Regions from separate parts of the Sus scrofa genome. Here region 1 is linked to region 2. The links are chromatin contacts, called in public Hi-C maps. All regions are on one chromosome and are shown on one strand. The core of a region is the stretch at or near the end of the contact, and the rest is flanking DNA. Distances in the headings are between cores, read along the strand shown. Region 1 has its middle 180 kb from the start of PLOD2. Region 2 has its middle 240 kb from the start of PLOD2.

What was found. A called contact is a pair of places that touch in the nucleus more often than the background predicts.
Region 1: a contact with region 2 is called in a Hi-C map of liver, with 2.9 times the contacts expected there. The contact joins two enhancer-like sites. A contact is called at or near these places in 1 of 5 promoter capture datasets (liver) and 5 of 47 Hi-C or Micro-C datasets (epiblast stem cells, liver and skeletal muscle).

What each region holds. Positions count from the first base shown.
Region 1 is chr13:86,328,279-86,331,397 of Sscrofa11.1, reverse strand. No RefSeq gene overlaps it. Among named protein-coding and RNA genes, the nearest start is that of PLOD2, 180 kb to the left of the region's middle. Within about 2 kb of position 1,822, at least 4 of the 83 cell types and tissues checked have an H3K27ac peak or open chromatin away from gene starts, as enhancers often do. A contact at or near this core is called in liver, where this site is marked.
Region 2 is chr13:86,267,933-86,271,403 of Sscrofa11.1, reverse strand. No RefSeq gene overlaps it. Among named protein-coding and RNA genes, the nearest start is that of PLOD2, 240 kb to the left of the region's middle. Within about 2 kb of position 1,958, at least 1 of the 83 cell types and tissues checked has an H3K27ac peak or open chromatin away from gene starts, as enhancers often do. A contact at or near this core is called in liver, where this site is marked.

The sequences.
Region 1 (3,119 bases), core at 573-3,072, 60 kb before region 2:
GAACCTGCATTCTCATGGTTACTAGTCAGATTCTTTTCCCCTAAGCCGAGATGGAAACTCCTACTTTTAGGCCTTTGATGTGTGTCATGATTTAGTGATTTTATTGCCTAAATCAGTTAGTTGCATTTTGAGTTATTTGAAGCCAAACATGTCTGATATTATAAAATTAGACTCTGAGCTTCTAGTCTCAGAAGAGGGATGGTAGGTCATGAAACAGATTAACTCTACATACCTAATGGTTTTAGAAAAATTTCTTTAAATTTGCCACAATTTGGAACTATATGTCATTATTACCACTTGAACATGGCTCAAATAATGTGTATAGTTTCTTCCTAACATTTGAATATGACAGAAGACCTGGAAATCATTCATTTAGGCAGTTAGTCATAAGTCATTGCATAAGAAAGTTTAATAATTAGCATATTTTAGAAGAATGTTGATTGGCACATTGACTTTAGACAAAATCCCCCTCAAATTTTATAAAATCCTTTTCTTTCTTTTGCCACCATGGTTTTCTGAAGTGAGGTGAGGAGGAGATATTTTTAAGTATAATTTTATTATCTCTGTATGAGTCAAGGAAAAGTTATATTATGTTGAGAGCTTTAAATGTTATGAAAAGATAAACTTTATGAAACCTACCTCATAAAAATGGATAAAATTTGTGATATCTAAAATGAAATATGCATAAATCTTCAGCTTTCTCTTCTTGATGTTTTCTTGCATATAAACATGTAAGAAGTTAAAGCTTAGAATTCATGAGCAACATTCTGCTCTCCAGAATTCCACTTCTTCCTGATTTGTCACTTACAGCTCCACTACCTCTGAATTTCCAGGCCTTTTTGTTTTTTACCTTAACTAATTATAGTTTTGGCTGTTGGCCATATTCTTAATACTTACTCTAAAATCAGTTGTTGCATGCATTAAAATATGTCTCAATTGAGTAAAATAATGATTGTCCCTCTGATATCTTAGAATGGAAAATGGGAAATGTTCCCATTCCAAAGTATGTCTTACACAATTCCCATGGCCTTTTCCCTTCATTCTGATATAATAAATGACCAAAAGGCTATTTGGTCAACTTTTGGCTAAATGTTTACTAGGTTGAGCAATAGTAATGGGTTTCTGTAGAATTCTTCCTGAAATATGGGATTGAAAATTGGCAGGTGGTGGCCTTTCAAGCTCAAGCTTAAGCTCATTTTAGAGTTGGGTCTGTTTTCTTCAGCTTAAATATTTAAAGAGGCATGGGGTATATTTAGTTACCAAAGCAATGTGTTTGGGCATGAAGCACCGAACATGACCTATCATATTTTCCATCTGGAAATCATTCCTTTCTTTGTTTTACCTGGTTTGGCTGCTAAGGCAGAGAAATGAAGACTTCTATAATCAGAGGAAAATGGAAAGAATGTGGAGGCATTCAGGGAAAGTAAATGAGACCTTAATCAAAATTGAGAAGGAGGAAATAAGAAAAATGCAAAACTATTGGCCGGGGATATACTGAAAGTTAAAATAAACTCATGATAAGTTGCCCTGGCTTGACAAGAACACAAGTAAATTAAAAAATGTAATGGAATTAAAAAAATTAGATTATGTATTCAGTCTTTAAATTTAGTTTCAGGCAGCACCAGTCTCACCAGGGATGGTAGTATTTCCCAAGAGTACTTTGTTTGTACAGACAGCAGCTTTAGGAGCAAGGATCTGCAAAAGTCAATTACTAAGAGGAACTGGAATGAGAGAAAAGGGAGAGTATGTAATGGGTCCCAGGTGTCTGGCAGGGAGAAAGGTCATGATCGGGGATGGGGGAGGATGCTCAGAAAGTGGAGGGGGCTGGTGTGTTAACATGTACCTTCCCAGCTAAGTACTGAGCTCTGTTTTGGCAGGAGCCATTGTCTGCTTTATTCACAGAATATTGCTTGAAGCAATTTAAGCATTAAATAAACATTTATTGAAAGAATAAATGGTTATAAGCGCCTTTGGATAGTTGGATCCTAGGGTATGCAATGTTTAACTAAGGTGAAATGACAGTGATGAGTTTTGGGTATCGGTCTTCTTGTTAATATTTCTTGATACTGATTTTTTTTTTTTTCAGTTTTCATTTCAAACTTGTTGCTTTCTAGGTCCTTTAGAAGTCTTTCCTCAGGCAAAGGCACATGCCTTTCTCCACCTCTTCTGGTTTGAGAAAATGATGGGGAAGATGGATTTTTCTCTACATAATATAGAGGAAAGAGATGTCTGCATTCTAGCCTGGATCCATTTTGCAGGGAGTCAGTGCTGTCGTGGCTACAGCTGCACAGCTGCATGGAGCCATCATAGTCAATTTTGGAGGAAAAGTTGGTGGGGGTTGGAAGGAGGGTTTGGTCAATTGATTCTGAGACTCTTGGAGGCTATTAACACCTCTCTGGGAATTTCACACTCTCTGACATCTCAATGGCTTATATTTTTATCTTGTGCTATAGTGATTGCAAGGCAAATTTTACTAAGTTTAGGGACCAGGAAAGATTTCAAAATTTGGATGCTACAGAAAAATTTGTACTGTCCACTGTTTTTGTAAGCAAAGAAAGATAAAGCCCTTAATAAAATGAAGAAATTTCCTTTTCAAATTGTGAGAATATGAGCTGCATGCATTCCTCCCCTAAGGAAAGAAAAAGAGATGACTTCATTTATATCCTACCTTGTTCCAGAAAGGATTAAGACAGTTTTATAATGACTTAAAAAAGATCTTTTCTCCTATGTCCTTGGTTTTAGCTGTTGGAAGCCATTTTTGTCACTATTACCAATGTTCCTTTATTGCAGCCAGATGCCCTGTCTGCAGTGATGGGTAAACTAAAGGAGCTTCTAAAAATGGAAACCTGAAATTTCAATCTACTGAGGTGAGTGGAGGTAAAATTGCATTGGGGTCTAAACCATAGTGTTTTGAACATAAAGTTAACATTTCCCATTTTATGTCATTTGCCTAACAGTATTCAGGTCCTCAGAAAGTATCTGGTAATTTATATCTTAATTAAAAGAAGGGAAAGAAATGCCAAACAGATTAAACAAATTCTTTGAGTTATAGTGTGAAATGGGGACATACAAATGGAATAAAATATTCAAAAACATTACAAGTGGCTGTGACCATAAAA
Region 2 (3,471 bases), core at 709-3,208:
TTTTCCTTTTAAAATAATCTAGTCCCTTTGGAATCTGAATATTTCAAAGAGTCAAGGTTTCTACAAATAACTTTCTTTTGATTTCAATTTCAGATTGTATTTTCCTTTTTTTGTGACATAAGATACAGGTTTTAAACTTAATGCAGTTCTTATTTCTTTCTTCCATCAAAGAAGAAGGCAGGTTTTTTTTTTCTCCCCAGTGGAAAAGAGTTAGAATTCCCTGTCAAGAAAATGTCAGCATTATTGATGAAGTTACTTCTACACATATATTGTTTAAAACTAGTGGAGTAAAATTTGGAATAGAAAAAAAACTGAAAGGTCACAATTTTAATCAGATAACTTTTCTACCTTATATTGAATAGCACTGGATTTGATTTTTAAAGTTGAAATGCTGAATATAAAATGATTTAGATATCATAAAACAGCAGACTAAAAAATCATGGAATTAAAAATGACAAACATAAGAACTAATCATTAATTTTTTGTATTCTTTTCTGCTTTAAAGCATTTTTTCATAATCTCCTGATTACAATATCATTCCACAATAATTTCATTTTCAGTGATGCAATTTTTTTAAGATGTTCTAGAAATGATTTACTCTTGGAAAGTTTTTACCAAGAGAATTTAAATTCATGGTCAACTCCCACTGGAAGAGGTAATTTAGACTTTAAATTGACATTAAGCTACTCTAAACTAGAATAAGGGCATAAATACCCAGTAGGACCTTACTTGCTGGGCCCTGTCTTGAGGGGTGAAGGTAAAACTGATAGGCTTCTGGTTTTTCCAGTTTATTTCTTCATTTTAAATGTGTTCTCTCTTGCTGTCACTCAGATATTTACAGAGCTATGTCAGTTTGATTATTTTTTCCTAAAGAGTAGCATTCAGGTGACTCATTACAGAAGTGAAATTCAACAGTGGTGATTAACTTCTCATCAACCTCTTTCTTCCCCCACCTCTATCCCATCTCCCTGCTCATAGGAAACTCAATCAGCTGTCACCCTGTGACAATATTTTTCTCTGTGTGGTTGATTGGTGGTTATGAATTCACTAGCTGGATGCTGGTGAGTTTCACCTTGGTATAAATTGGTCAAGTGATGTGTTTCTGCATAAAAAATGCTTGCATGTATGGTTAACTCCAAGAACAACCATTAAATTAGGTTCTTGTCCTCTTTCAATAGTAGTGACACAATTATCTCTGAGTTGGTTTATTCTTCTGCTCATCTAGGCATAAATTTTAAGTACAGCAAAAAAATCTATTATCTGGCCCAGCACTTTTGACAACTGATGAATCAAGGTTCTACCAGAGAATCAGAGCCATTAGGATATATATAGATAGGTTAAATCATCAGAAACTCTTACAATGGAGACAGCATGGACTTATGCATAACAAATCTTAATTTTGTCTACTATACTTTGTCTACTAGCTCCCCTGACACACTTCTATCCTTTGTTTTTAAGTTAAAGAAATTGACACAACTTTGTAAATCAACTATACTGTAATAAAAGAAACAAACAAAAACAAACCAAAAAAAACAAAAAAAGACCACAGGTTTATCATAGCAGAGACAGTTTATCTGTGCTGCCACAGCATCATGATTCCTGTATTAATGCTTTATATTCATTTTACATTAAATTATTTTTCAAAATAAATAGATATAATTCATAAATAGATAAATATATAAAGAAATAAAGGTGGGACTTAAACCTGAATTCTAAGCTATCCCTAAGAGTTACTCATTTCCCCCTGGATGTCTCCCATGTACACAATGGGTAGACATATTAATAAATTTCTGTTAGTTTTTTTTCTCTTGTTTACCTGTCTTCTATTATAGCATTCCCAAATGAGAACTTAGAAAAGTAGAGGGAAAATTATTTTCTTCTCCCCTAAAACTGGGTACAACATCCTATCCAAGTTAATGAATAAAACTGACTATCACGCCAATCTTTCCATATTTGGCAACAGATGACATCAGTAATAGATGTTTACACTTGAGTCCACACTTCAGTGGAACAAAATCCAGAACCAAACCTTGACCTTCTTTTAAGATTTCTTTCTTTCTTTTATCTTTTTTTTTTTTTTTTTAAGTGCCACACTCATAGCATATAGAGATTCCCTGGCTAGGGGTCAAATCGGAGCTGTAGCTTCTGGCCTACATATAGCCACAGCAACACCAGATCTGAGCTGCGTCTGCGACCTACACCATAGCTCATGGTAACACCGGATCCTTAACCCACTGAGTGAGGCCACGGATAGAACCTGTGTCCTCATGGATACTAGTCAGATTCATTTCCACTGAGCCACAACAGGAACTCCTCTTTCCTTTTATTTTCTCTTTTATTTCTTTTCCTTTCCTTTTCTTTCTTTCTTTTTTTCTTTTCCTTTGGTTTCTTTTCTTTTCCTTTTTTTGCTGTGCCCCTGGCACATGGAAGTTCCTGGGCCAGGAATCAAATTCAAACTGCAGCTGCAACCTTTGCCACAGCTGTGGCAATGCTGGATTCTTAACCCACTGCAACACAGCAGGGACTCCAATATTTCTTTTTTTTTCTTTATTTAACAAAACTTATTTAGTACTTATTATGTACTAGGCATGGGGGAAGAAAAATAATTTTCCCTGTACTCTTTTATGTTCTTGGCTGAGATCCCTCTGTAATAAAAGGTAGATTAACAATAGGAAAACAAACAGAAGTTTAAAAGCATGAATATCTCATGTTTACTTGGGCGACAAGCAGTAAAAATGAGTAAAACTCCCTGAAATAACCCGAGCAATCACCTTAAATATTACTTTCAGTAAAAGACAAAAGAATGATGTTGAGGGCAGCCAGCGAAAGGAAGTTATGAAAAACACCAAGGTTAAGATTGTTGTGCAGATGTTAAGTCCTGCCTTCTCCATAGGTAAGAGTTTCTTATGATTTGAGGTATCTTTTTCTTACTGGTACAAAGAGGAAGAAATGAATGGAGATTTCCTTCATAAATGTAAACTTACCTTGCAAAGGGGTAACTTCTACTCTGTTTTCAGAGTTTCTCCTGTGTCTCCCATCTCTGTTGCTTCTTAAAAATAATCAGTTCGGAGTTGCCATCATGGTGCAATGGAAACGAATCCAACTAGTATCCATGAGGTTTCAGGTTCGATTTCTGGCCTTGTTCAGTGGGTTAAGGATCCAGTGTTGCCATGAGCTGTGGTGTAAGCCAGCAGCTATAGCTCCAATTAGACCCCTAGCTTGGGAACTTCCATATGCTGCAGGTGCAGCCCTAAAAAGCAAATAAATAATAATAATAATAATAATAATAACCTGCTAAAAATATTCCTTATGGAAGAGACATCTGAGGATGGTGTAGTTATGTTATGCACACAGGCATTTTTCTAAGCACATTGTAACTAATTAATTATTTAAGTAACATAATAATGCCTTGAAATACATGCTTTTATGAGTCCCATTTTACATATTTAGAGATTAAGCAACTTGCTTAAG